2 separate regions of the Callithrix jacchus genome follow, and region 2 is linked to region 1. A link is a contact called in public Hi-C data. All regions are on one chromosome and are shown on one strand. The core of a region is the stretch at or near the end of the contact, and the rest is flanking DNA. Distances in the headings are between cores, read along the strand shown. Region 1 holds the start of USP2 (ubiquitin specific peptidase 2). Region 2 has its middle 69 kb from the start of THY1.

Region 1 (6,712 bases), core at 2,895-5,394:
TTAGGCGGTAGGTGCTGTGATAATGCCCATTTGCAGATGAGGAAATTGATGATGCTAGCAGTAATGTGGATTTCCCAAAGTCACACTGGGAGCAGTGGCAGAGCTGGGCTGGACCCGTGCTCTGTCTGCTACAGCTGGCTTGAAGCGCAGACCCCTGCTTCACTCTTCCCTGACTCTCCATGGGACGGGTCAGGCCTAGGACCCGTGGGTAGGGGTGTGAGGGAAGGACTGCCACAGGATCCAGGTGTCCACCGTCCAGCAACAGCATGGGGTGTACAGACTCCGGCAGGAGCAGTCCTCTGGATTTTCCACTGCAGGCGAATGAAAGCGAAGCCAGGCGCAACTTGAGCCCCAGAACAACACTGATAGGCTGAGAGATGGTCCAGGAGGCCTCCATTTCGCCCACTGTGCCAAGCTCCTGCATGTCCCCTGGTACCAGTGTCTACCCCAGCTCAGGGCCTTGGGTTCTTGGCCTGGTTATGAGCAAAGCCCCCAGCCTCCCACCCTGGCTGAAGCTTGGCCCACTCCTCAAGGTACCCATGCTGGGTGAGTCAGGGGTTGAAATGAACCCGTCCCCCTGGGGCAGCCACGGTCATTTCCTGTTGCTCATGTGAAGGGCTCCCTAACCTGCCCAGCCAGGGTAGGGACTTGCTCCCCAGGAATCCCAGGCACTCCTGGCCCGGGGGGCAGGGGATGGGTGATGCCCCACATCCCAGTAACCTTTACGGCCTCTCTCTCTGGCCAGATCTGCTTGGCTTTCTGGGGTGAAAGCCTGCTCTGCTACTGTGGCTTTGCCACTGCTTGGATAGAGAGCCTCTAGCTGAGTTTCGGAAGCACACCTAAACAGGGTTAAATCTCTTCCCTCCTGCTCAGGCGTCCAGAACAGGTGAGTGGGGAGTCCCACCCAGTCCCGCCAGGTGGTTGGGAGCCTCCTCAGTGGTGACCTCAGAGCTTCCTAAAGCCACTTGCTAACAGCATCAGAATGTGCTGACCTTGAAGGACAAAGCCTGTGAGAGGGGCCTGTTTCCTTCCATCTGCATTCTGACCCTCCCTCCCAGCTGCTAGGGTTACCTGCTGCACTCTCGGGGCACAAGTGTCGGGTCCTGGAGGATGGGATGAGGGAATCCTGGCAGGTGTAGAGGGCGTGGGTGGAGTAGGGGATTGGGGCGGGGCATATTTATGCTCAAACAGTCCTTGAACTCTGCTTACTCCTCTCAGGCCCCAGGGCCTCGGCCCCCTACCCTCCAGCCTGTCACTAGCCACTCTGTCTATCAGGGGCTAGCACCCAGTGATCCACCAGCCTCATCCTCTTGCCTGCCCTGGCAGGGGGTCATCCAAGGGAATTTGGGTCCATTTCTCTTTCTCCTGCTCCCAGTAGTTACCCAAGAGCTGGGGGAGAGAAGGAGATAAGATAAAGAGATTAGAGAATAAGGCAAGAATCTTGACTGGTGAAGAAGTGGGTGGGCCCAGGGCAGTCTCCATAGGGTGCACCTTGATTTGGGGTTGTGAGTGAGTGGGCATCTCTACACTTCCAAGACAAGGTAAAGAAATGGGCCTCCAGGAAGTATTGGGATCCTTAAGTTCTCTTTTCCAACCACCTCTGCCCAGGTACTCTTCTGGTGTTCCCTCCCCAGGGGAGAGCCCCAGTCTCCTTCCGTCTCCTCTAGGGCCTCGTCTTTCCTCTGTTCTCAGCCTCTGGGGGGGGCCTTTGGTCTTGGCCCTGATACCCACCAGGCCCAGTGGGGCGGCCTTCACATGCTCTCCCAGATTCACTGATGTCTTTCCTCTCGATAGAGTCCCAGAGAAGCTCAGATACCAAAGAGGCAGCTACTGACCTGTGTCCAGGGGCACTGGATGGGACTTGGGGGCTTCTTCTTCCCCAGCAGGGCAGGGTATGCAGTGGAAAGCCCAGAAGCTGGAGCCTGACTCCAGGCTGGGTAATCCGGAGCTCAGGTTACTGACTCCGATATATATAGTATCTTATCTGACCTCGCAGACTCGCAGAAATGGCAAGTGCAACTCACTTACATTCCAAGCCTGGGAGAATTAAAGGGGCAGTGGCATGCCCACCCTGGAGGGGCTGCCCTTTCGGGCCAGTGCCAGCCAAGGAGGTCTGTGAGGACTCTTGGAAGGGGGGTGTTTTGAAGGGGAACAATCCGGAGATTCAAGAGGAGACAGAGGACTGAGAAGATCGTGGAGGGGTGGGGGTAGAACTTGAGGCAAAAATACAGAGAAAGTGGATTTTCTGGAGCAGTCAGTCACAGAATTAGAGACAGGAAGAAGCCATACCGCTAATCCCACTCTAATTTTGAAACAGAGTAGACCTAGAGAAAGCAAGCAGCTTGCTCAAGGGCATGTACAGATAGTGAGAAGCAGAAAGGGGACTGTACTCAGGTTTCAGTCCAATATCCTTTTCTAATGGACTTCTAGGCCTGGGCTTGGATGCTAGTTCTTTCCTTTATTGGCTCTGAAATAGTGAAGAAGTCACTTACGTTCTCTAAACCTTAGCTATGAATCTGCAAAACAGGAATTTAATAATGGTCTATATTGTGAGGATTAAATAAAATAATATTTGTAAATTTCCTGGCACATCATAAGAGTTCAATAAATGATGATGATGATATTGAATACTTCCACTTATTATTATAATTAATGGTATTATTAGTAATAGTACCTTACCAGGTGAACCTTCCTAGGGAGAAAAGGAAGGTTACATCTGGGGAAGTGTTCCTTTCTAATGCCAGAGAACAGTTCCATGGTTTTCTGAACTGACCATGTCCCATAACTGGGAAGGGCAAACAAGGCTTGCCATCTTCCTAGATGTCCAGTCCACCAAGCAGAGAAAGGCCAAGCCCATTTGGGCTTCTTCCCCCTTTGCCTAGAAAAATACAGCAAGCGCAGCTTCCCCCGGGCCACCAGGAGAATGCCTGGCCCCTCCGGGGTGGTTCCACTCTACCTGTGCGAGGGCTTAGGATTCCAGGGTCACAGAGCCGGGCTGGGTGGGGTCACAAGAGGAAGGAACAGCGTTCTTAGCCTCTCTGGCCTTGGTGCACTTGTCTGCTCTCAGGACGTTTCTCAGTGGCTCTCCCTGAGGACTGGGAGTACCCAGGCTGGTGCCTCCACCCTGTCTTAGCACAGGCTACTGACTCAGCCCAGGTCCTGATGATGCACCTCATTCCAGTCCTCATTCTGACTTCAGTCTGACGTGCATCTGCAGCATCAAAAGAGGGGGGCCTGCCTCGACCTTAGCCCAATCAGCTCTCCTTTCCTCCGCTTTACAGGGGTCCATCTGGGGGATGTTCCCATGTTCGTTCCAGGGGAGGTGAGCAGCACTACTTCCAGCTCAGTCCCATTCTAAAAGCAGCCCGGTCAGGACGTTCACTCTTCAGGGAAGGGCTAGAATGGGTTGGCTAGGGCTTTCCTTGACTGTTAAGAAGTTGCTCTCTTCGGTGCACCGCGTGCCTGCTTCTGGTTTGGGATTGGTGAGAATTTCAAAGCTGCCTCTTTCTGGTTTGGGATTGGTGGAAAATCTTGCCTTCCGCTTAATTGTTGCCCCCCACCAGCCCCCAACCCCCTTTGACGATCTGACAAGCTACAGCCCCGGGAGCTTTAAGAGCAGCGAGTGAGCTGCAAGCACACGTGGGGAGGGGGTTTGTCCGTGTCACTCTCGGGCCACAGACCACCGATATACACAGGGCACAGCAAGGAGGACCCGCCGAGGCAGCATTTCCTTAGAATACACTGATCAGCACACAGATGGCTCTTCCTGGCACCCTGGGTTTCAGCAGGCAGCCCCCACACAATTGGCAGCCACAGCTGGAGCGCCCCTGCACAGCCGACTCTCGCCCTGTATTTCTAGTGCCCATTCTGCCCAGGCTGTCATGGACACCTTACTTTCTGAGCCCCAAACCGGCACTGATCCCCGAATCCTCCCTCCCGGATCCCCGACAGGTGGCACTTACCTGCCTCTTATTGGAGGATGGACGAGTCGAACCGGGCACAAGCATGGAGCTGCTGGTGAGACCCGGCTGGCGCTGGCAAGGCGCAGTGAGCAGCAGCTGACGCAGAGGACTCCCCGGCCTCTGCTCCTGCCTGTCTCTCCCCCACCTCAGCCGGGGGCCCAGAAGGGACCTCCGCGGGAAATCGGCGCCACCCAGCGGACAGCCGCCTCATCATTCCTGAGCCGGCAGAGCCACACCCCGCGTCTCGCGTCACTGAGACGCGTCACGGGTATTGGCTTGTTCCTATTATGGTGTCACTACAACCCGGCCCGGCTGGGGTCTCCCAGGCAACCGATATACACAGAGAACCACGTGGAGGAACAGCACGCGAGTTTGGAGCGGGTGGAGCAGGAACAGAGGTGGACTGGAATGTCACACGACGGGGCAGCTGGAAGCTATTGGGAAAGGAGAGGGGTCATGGAAGAAGGCTCGGAACTTGAGCCGGGGCCTATCAACTTACAGTTTTTAGGGAAGGCTAAACGTCTCCTACTCCCCTTCTCACCGGGCTGGGGGAGGTCCCTTTCCTCAGCCTCTTCTTTTTTTTCTCAACTCTCAAAGATACTCTCCGCTCATTTTACTTCCGCGAGACCAGGAATTAGTGATGAGTGCCTGAATGGGTACACGAAGGCACTGAGTCGATGGAAGGAATTCTCTTTGGTCTTTGAAGAAAAAGCCGAGACAAAATTTGAATTTTTGCCACTCCCATTCATTTTATGTAATTTTATCTCCACTTCCCCGATGTTGATGAGGAAAACCGCCCCACCAGGTAGGTGGGTACAAAGGCAAATCAGGTTTTCAACTTCAGCTATTCCATCAGTCCTTGCGGGTGCCCTTAACTCCTTCCATCTTCACAATAGAGCTCTCTCTCCATCGCTACTCTCCTCAAGTCCTTCCTTCTCTTCTATTTCCCGGAGAAATCAGACTCGATCAGGAGGGGAATACTTAAATTTCTACCTACGAACATGTCTGACTCCATTCTTACCAGGAGCAGTGAAAGAGGCACCCCTATTATTATCCAGGACCATCATTCCCTTCTTGATTTCAACCGTTTTTTTTTTGTTTGAGACAGATTGTCATTCTTGTTGCCTAAGATCCAGGCTGGAGTGCAATGGCGCAATCTCGGCTTACTGCAACCTCCGGGTTCGAGTGATTCTCCTGCCTCAGCCTCCCAAGTAGCTGGGATTACAGGCCCTCACCACCACACCTGGCTAATTTTTGTAATTTTAGTAGAGATGGGTTTTCACCATGTCGGTCAGGCTGATCTTGAACTCCTGACCTCAGGTGATCCACCTGACTTGGCAACCCCAAAGTACTGGGATTACAGGCATGAACCACTGTGCCTAGCCCCAGCTAATTTTTTTGTATTTAGTAGAGACGGGAGACGGAGTTTTACCATGTTATATTTCCTTAGGGCCCTCATTTCATCATTTCATTTTACAGATCGATATTGGACATGCCAGTCACTCTTCTAGAAAGTGGGGATATAGCAGGGAACAAAACAGGAACAATCCCTGCCCTCAGGGAGCTTACATTCTAGTAGAAGCAGGACAATAAATAAGTAGAGTATGTAATACCTTAGATGGTGCTAAGAGCTATGGGGGCACATTAAGCAAGGAGGAGGTGTCTTCAGAGAAGGTAACATTCAAGCGACCTGAGGGAAGCTAGGCATGAACCACACATAAATGTAGAAAAAGAAGTTCTAGGCAGAGGGAAGAGTAAAAACAAAGGTCCTGAGGTGGGAGCAACCTGCCACTTTCGAGGAAGAACAAGGTCAACGTGGCTGGAGTGAAGAGAAAGACAGGGGAAGAGTGGGAGATTCGATCAGAGAGGTAAGGGAATGATCTAGCTTGTAGGGCCCCAAGGCCATTCTGAGGACTCTGGCTTTTGTAGGGTCCAGCCCTACAGGGTTCTGTGAGCCCCTCCTGTCTGGTGCGGAGATGAGAAATCGTAGAAATAAAAGACACAAGACAGAGATAGAGAAAAGAGAGTTTGGGCTCCAGGGTCCACTGCTACCCAAATCGTGGAGCAGTGGCCCCAAATGCCGAATGCCGAATGCCGGGACAGGATGCTCTCACTTTTATTAAATTGCAAATCCGGGGGCAGGGTAGGTAGGGCATGGCCTTGGTGGTCAGGGACTGGGGGCAGGGTAGATAGGGAGCAGCAGTGATAGGGTCAAGTACATCACCGGTCATTCAGGTAGGGGCTCAGGAATTTCTGGCACCCAAAGTGAGGTAAGGAGCATGATGCATCAGCACCTTTTCCATACTTATCAAGAAAGAACTAAAACATTAAGATTTGTATTACTATTACTATTACTGATTAGCTTTTCTAAGAAAAAAGGAAGCAGCTGCAGAAGGGAGCATGAGAGTAGACATGGAACGTGACTGCTGAAGCACAGCATCATAGAGACAGTTAAGCCCCTGGATGTCTGCAGGACTCCCTGACAGCTGTCAGGCCTTACCACAAGAGCTTGGAGAAGCAGTTTTCTCCTGACTTCCCCAGGAAGGAGATGTCTCAGCCACTTTGGACATCTCCTCCCCTAGCTGGCTAGACAGTGGGTGCTTTCACAGCGCTGGCACTGCCGCACAGCCGAGGTGCCCTCCAGCAGCCCTTATTCAGGCGTGACAGAGGGCTTAAAGCATCTTGCCTTAGTGCCATTCATTTCACAATGTCACCCCTGGTTCACACTTCCAACCTGAGAGGCATTAGTA
Region 2 (6,712 bases), core at 1,268-3,767, 98 kb after region 1:
TTGAGTATTCTCAGCTTTTTTACGCTGGTTTCTTCCCGTCATTGTAAATTTATCCTCCTGCCGTCTTTGAAATTACCAACTTTCAGATTAGGTCTCTTGAGTGACGTCCAGGTTGTTAGTTCCCAGGGCCAGAGCAGCGGCGTTAAAACTGATGGTGCTTTTCTGCCCAGGATTCTCCTGTCGGGCTTCCTTCTTGTGTCGGTAGTAGGCGACTCTGCCTTCCCGGGGCTCCAAACCTCGGTCAGAAGGGGAACCGGTCCTGTTTACTCTGCGCCGAGCGCTCCCGCGCCGAGGTGCCGTCACAGCCGCTGCCGGGCTCTGGTGTCCTGCTGGGGACCCGGGCCGGTCCTCCGAACCTGTTTACTTTGCTCCGAGAGCTGCTGCGCCGAGGTGCCGGCGGAACCGCTGCACCGGCCACGAGAGTCGCTCTGGCCACCCGTGTGTTTCCTCCACTGGGGGATCTCCTGCTCCGTGAGCGACCAGAATTTGTCTGAAAGTGTGGCGTCCTCTAGTTCTCCGCGCCTTCCCTGAGAGCTGCAGTCCCGGGATGTTAGCGATCGGCCATCTTGGATCTTTTCGCAATGACACATTTTTTAAAAAGTTTCCTGGCAGGTCCTCAATTAAGGCTTCCTTCCCGGAGTTGTTCTTTCATAAATCATGGTAAGGAGCAACCCACCCCGGCCCTCCTGGTCATGCAGAGAGCAAAGCCTCCTTGGCTGAGGTGTGAGGCCAGCTCCCCCAGGGCTGAGGGAGGGCTGAAGAGATGCATGTTCTAGAACGAGGTCGCGGTCTGTCCCTTTGGGCTTCTCAGAAGGCCATGATCACAGTGGCTGTTTTCTGGCCTCTGGGTCTCCCCTTGAACTGAGGAGGAGGAGGTTAAACTTGGAGATTCATGGCTTTGTCCCTGGATTTTTGAGTGTTTTATTTATTTTCTCAGGCTAAGCTCCCATCTGGTGGGAAGCACTGTGCAGGTTCCTGGGTTGCTGCGCTGCACAGCCCAGACTGGACTCCTTCCCCACGAAACTCAACACACGGGGGAGGCAGGGAGATCCAAGCGCACAGAAAAACATACGAAGATTCAGCTCTGTCATCTTGTGCTAAGTGGGTTCCACATAATTCAATTATAAAACGAGAGATTATGTTTCTGTGAGTTTAATAAAAAATGAATTATTTCTCTGTCACAAAAAGTAAAGATGGTGCAAATGTGCATGGCAGTCTACACTCAGTTGAGGACATCTCCTGAGGTCACCCCTTTCCAGACACTGCATCTCCCCTCCCAAGATACGAGCTAGGGCTTTGCCTCATCTGGACCAGGCCTGGGTGCTGGCTGTGTGCAAAGGCCTGGAGCCCCAGCTGTGTCTCGCCTGGTGGGTGCCAGGTGAGGATGCCAGAATCACGAGCATCTCCTGGGCAAGGCTGCTCTTCCCGGATAGCATCAGCACCCAGCCTCGTGTCAGCACATAGTAGGGCTCACAGGTATTTCCAGACTGAGGGGAGCTCTAAGGGGAGGTGCTCAGGGCCCAGGAGGCAGGGCTGGCCTGGGAAACATCACAGCACTCCTTTCTGGCAGCATCTTCCCTCATGCCTTGGCAGATGTTCCCGGAAAGTGGGCCCACACCCTTCCCGCAAGCCTGAAGATGGCTGCCTTCTGTCTGCATTTAAACGAAGCATATCAAATGTCAATTGGCCACTGACTCATAGCCTTTCTGAGGCCACACATGCCTTTGAAATGCTTGGGAGAGCACTTCTTCTAGAAAATCTGTATACTGCACCCACCTAATTAGATATGGAGTGTTCTGGGGGTCCTCTCCACTGGCCTGCCTGGGAGGTAGCCCCCTGTAGAGCTCAGAGACCCCGGCTCCCACCTGCCTGGCCCCTCTCCCTCCAGACTCTCTGATGCCTGCTACTTCAGGCGACCCAGCCTCCCTTGGGAGATCTCCCAACCAGACTCTGCCTCTCTTCTGTGTCCACAGCTAGCCTGGGGTAGCCTGTTCCCAGCAGTCAGACCAGCCCCACCTGGTAACTCAGGCTCCTAGACCCGAACCTGAGGGGCTGCTGTGATGACACCCCCATCAGCTGTCCCTGCCCTTCCCTGGCTCTTCCTCCTCTGAGAGGCCTGGGAAGGTTCAGAGGCTCCAGGTGCTGAAACACCCGCCTCCCTGCAGAGGCTCAGCCAGTCCTGCTTTCTCCGTCTCTGTGATTCCTGTGGTCCCACCCAGTTTGCTGGCTTCTAGTGTCATGAATGCCTCTGGTTTCACCTTCTCCATCTTTGCTTTCTAGTCTGCATTGATCGTGACATTTCCACCACTCTCTGGCTAGAGCTCTGGACTCCCTTACCTCTCTGTCTCTGCTTCTCCTGCCAGGCAAACCCTTAACCCTAGATGGCCCCATGAGGGTGTCCTCTCCAGCAACTGGTCTGGCTGTTCTCCCTGTGCTTCCCTCCCCCTCCCCTGTGCTCCCACATCTCCTTTCCGCCCTCACTCCCAGGCTGTCTTCCATTTCACAGGGACTAAGGGAGGTGAGAGGGATGGTGGCACTCTGAAAAATGACCAGAGGCAGCAGGGGGTCGGGGGAGGAGAGAAGAGACTCTGAAAGTGAACAGTACTCAGCTGTACCCAGCAGGACTCAGTACTCAGTTATGCTCAGCAAGACTCAGGGTGCCCAGCTGTACTCAGCAGGTCTCAGGGTGCCCAGCTGTACCTGGCAGGTCTCAGGGTGCCCCGCTGTTCCTGGCAGGTCTCAGGGTGCCCCGCTGTACCTGGCAGGTCTCAGGGTGCCCCGCTGTACCTGGCAGGTCTCAGGGTGCCCCGCTGTACCTGGCAGGTCTCAGGGTGCCCAGCTGTACCTGGCAGGACTCAGGGTGCCCAGCTGTACCTGGCAGGACTCAGGGTGCCCAGCTGTACCTGGCAGTACTTTAGAAATACTCAGCAGTACTCAGCATGCTCTTGTGTGGACTTTGTTCCCCCAGTGCCTTGGGCTGAATTGTGTCCTCGCAAAATTCACATATTGAAGTCCCAGCCCCTGCCCAGGACATCAGAATGTGATTGTACAGTTAACCCTTGAACAACAAGGGGCCAGGGGCACTGACCCCCTCATAGCCAAGAATCACATATGACTTTTGACTCCCCTCAAACTTAACTACTCATAGCCTACTGTCACCTGCTTGCCAATGGCATAAAGTTAATTTACCCGTTATATGTTTATTGTACTGTATTCTACAGCAAAGTAAATGAAAGAAAATGTTAAGAGGAACATAAGAAAATCAACGTGTTAGTCATTAAGTGGAGGTAGACCCTCATAAAGGTCTCCATCCTCCCTGTCTTCACGATGAGTAGGCTGTGGAGGAGAAGGAGGGGTGGGTCTTGCTGTCTCATGTGGACTCATGAAGTTCAAAAACATGTTGTGCCACAATGGCCTGTATTTGCAGACAGGGCCTTTGCCCAGGTAATTAGGTTACCATGAGGCCATATGGGTGGGCCCTAATCCAATCTGACCAGTGTTCCTTGCAGAAGAGGAAATGAGGGTGTAGATTTGCTCAGGGGAAAGCCTGAGTGAAGGTGCAGGGGAAAGTGCTGTCTGCAAGGTGAGGAGCAAGGCCTCAGAAGAAGCCAGCCACGTGGACACCTTGATGTCGGATTGACTTCCAGCCTCCGGAACTGTGAGGAAATTTTTGCTGAGGCCTCCCAGTCAGTGGTGCTGTGAACTGGAAGAAACCTCGGAGGTCATCTCATGATCCACCCACTTCCGTTTACCAATGGGGAGATGAGGCCAACGACGGGAGTGCAGGGCCACAAATGGGTCAAAGACAGTGCTCCCATGCCAAGGTTGGCTCCTCAGCCTGGGGGATGGCAGGATGGATGTTGGAAACAGATGCTTGTTGCGGCAAAGAAAAATTAGTGCTGAGACAAGGGATCTTTCAGCAATGCAATGTTTACTTCCTGCACTGCAGGAAGGGTACCCTCACTAGCCATCTTGCTATAAGAATACAACGAATAAAGGAAAACAGACATGATTATCCCTTACGCGTTTGGGGTTGTCCTTACTGCTGTGTCTGATCTCCGTTGGCTAGAGCTGGACCTCACAATCTAAACTAAAACCCGATTGGCTAACAACTTAAAACTTTCCTAAACAGGTAAAAGCAATGGAGAGCTGGGACATGCCTGTGAGCACATCCAGCACAGACATTTTGGTTAAAGTACAAGGACACAGAATGTACTTTGTGCTTGTAAGCATGGCATGTCTAACAGCTACATAGGATGAGGCTTAACAAAGTTATTGGTGCACTTATTCTTTAACAAGAAAGGAAACTTTAAAAAGGAACTTTTCTAATTCCCACAGTGGAGGTGCTGGAACTAGAGAAGCTGGGGGAGAAATCGGGGGCTGCAGGTGGGAGGAGGGGGCACCCTCTCCTGGAGCAGGGTGGGCACAGTGTGTTGAGGGGAGGAGGAACCTGAGCGAGTGTAGTCCAAGCTGCCTGCATGTGTTCATGTGTGTGTGCATGCATGTGAGTGTGCAAGTGCATGTGTGTGCATGTGCGTTTGTGAGTGCATGTATGTGTGTGCAAGTGCATGATGGTGGTGTCGGGAAGGAAGGCAGGGAACAAGTGTCTCTGCCTCCAGGAAGACGTGGTTGGCGGGGATGGAAAGTGGCCTTTGGAGGTTTGACCAAGTTGCCTCTGGTGGCTTATGTCTGTAATCCCAGCACTTTGGGAGGTCGAGGCGGGAGGATGGCTTGAGCACAGGAGTTCAAGACCAGCCTGAGCAATATAATGAGATCCTGTCCCTACAAAAGATTTAAAAATTAGCCAAGTGTTGTGGCACATGCCTGTGGTCTCAGCTACTCAGGAGGCTGAGGTGAGAGGATTTCTTGAACTTTGGAAGTGGAGGGAGGTTGCAGTGAGCCGAGACTGTGCCACTGAGTTCCAGCCTGGGTGACAACCCTGCACTTCAGCGTGTACTCCAGCCAGGGGAAGACCCCATAAAAAAAAAAAGACTACTCTGGCTGCAGTGTGGAGGGCACCAGTGGGAACAGAGAGTAGCAGCATCCCCCAGCCTCGTCTCTCATCCCTCAGCCATGCTTCATGTGGAGGTGAAGGATGATGGCAGCCTGGCTCAGGGAGGTGAGATGAGGCTGGGAGTGGTACTAAGATTTGAGATCCGGGGTGACGGCAGAGTGAGCAGGAGGGGGAGTTGATTGAAGTGGATGCAGTGGAGACTGGGTGAGGGCCACTGAAGGCCACTGACAGCAGGCAGATGGACTGGTTTGGGATCCAAAAGAAAGATCTGGGCAAGAGATTGTTTTGGAATTAAGGCTAGGTTGTGGGAGCAGATATGGCTCAGGGACTATATACAGAGGAAGAAGAGAAGAGACCTGAAATGGAACCCTAGAAACACTCACATTTATAGGATAGCCTTTAGAGAAGGAGCCTCTCTGAGTTTCCTCATCTGTAAAATGGGTATAACTATGAAGGGTTAGAGAAGCTGATGTATATAGTGTTGGTGAGAACATTCTGGGAAATGCGTTATAAGACAATTTCATCATTGTGGGAAGATCATAGTATACTCACACAAGCCCGGATGGTGCAGCCTGCTTTGCACCTAAGCCGCAGGACACAGTCTATTGTTTCTAGGACACAAACCTGCACAGCATGTGTCTGTACTGAACAGGGTAGGTGACTGCCACACAATGGCGAATATTTGGACATCTAAACAAATAAAAGGGACAACCAGCCTATTATGTGCGTGACTGCATTTGTAACCCTATGACATGGTCCATGCCGCTCTTCCTCTTGTGTTATGTTTGTTTATTAACAGCTGCTCCAGAACTGTCACCGGAGAACTGGGCTTCACTGCATCGAGTCCTGCATCGAGACATGTGGTTCTGTTCATGCAGCCCAAAGCTGTACTTGGCTGCTGCTGAGCATGGGGTCAGCCAAGACCCTTAGATCTATGTGAAGTGTGCCTTGCACCCAAGAGCCCATGAGGCCCTCCTCATGAACCAGGCCCTGTGACAGGAGCTGAGGGCAATTCTCAGAGCTAGAATCTGCACTTGCCCTTTTCAGGCAAAGACAGGGAATTGATGGGCATCCTCAGGCTCTGTCCTTCAGTGCTCTGAGAGCATAGGCAGCTATCAGGAAAGGGACAAGGCCAGGGATAGGGAATGTGGAGGGAAGGGGCAGGTTTGAGGAGATCCTGGGTGATGGGAGGGGGACTCTCTAGAATAGGGAATAGATGCTCTGGGTCCCCCTATCCCAGCCTCTTACATCTCTCAGTGAAGCCATGTCCGCTGTCCATGACAGGGAGTCTGGCTGTAACCCTATTTTGGAAGCCGGACTCCCGGCCTGTGGCAGTGGCTGGAGCAATGCTACCCCCTAGTGGTCTGATCTGCAAATGCAGTCAATGGGTGTGCCAGAGCTCTCAGAGCTGCTCTGGGACCCCCACCCCACTTCTCCAGGGGTCACAGACTGCCTTTTGGTCAGCCTTAGTCCTGTCTTTAGCCACCTGTCTTTAGCCTCCAGCTGTGTGTACCTCGGCGTGTCCCTTGTGTTCTGGCTCATGTTAGCCATTGTTCTGTGGTGTATCTCTCTTACTCTGCCCTGCTGGCTTGGGCTGTTTGTTCCTCTGTGTCTCATTCCATCAGTACCCTCTGCTGGGCACTGGTTCTCTGTTCTGTCCTATCTATTTTTGACTTGCTCCCTGCCCCCCATACCCTC

What was found. A called contact is a pair of places that touch in the nucleus more often than the background predicts.
Region 2: a Hi-C map of skeletal muscle shows a contact between it and region 1, with 2.8 times the contacts expected there. The contact joins the enhancer-like site here to the promoter of USP2 in region 1. A contact is called at or near these places in 2 of 3 Hi-C or Micro-C datasets (induced pluripotent stem cells and skeletal muscle).

What each region holds. Positions count from the first base shown.
Region 1 is chr10:19,029,421-19,036,132 of calJac240_pri, forward strand. It overlaps USP2 (ubiquitin specific peptidase 2), which reads right to left and starts at 4,145. Exons shown (of 14, transcript XM_078339696.1): 1 at 3,963-4,145; 2 at 2,957-3,211. All of the region lies in intron 1 of LOC128929085 (a long non-coding RNA gene), which reads left to right.
Region 2 is chr10:19,129,379-19,136,090 of calJac240_pri, forward strand. No RefSeq gene overlaps it. Among named protein-coding and RNA genes, the nearest start is that of THY1, 69 kb to the left of the region's middle. Within about 2 kb of position 2,518, at least 2 of the 16 cell types and tissues checked have an H3K27ac peak or open chromatin away from gene starts, as enhancers often do. A contact at or near this core is called in skeletal muscle, where this site is marked.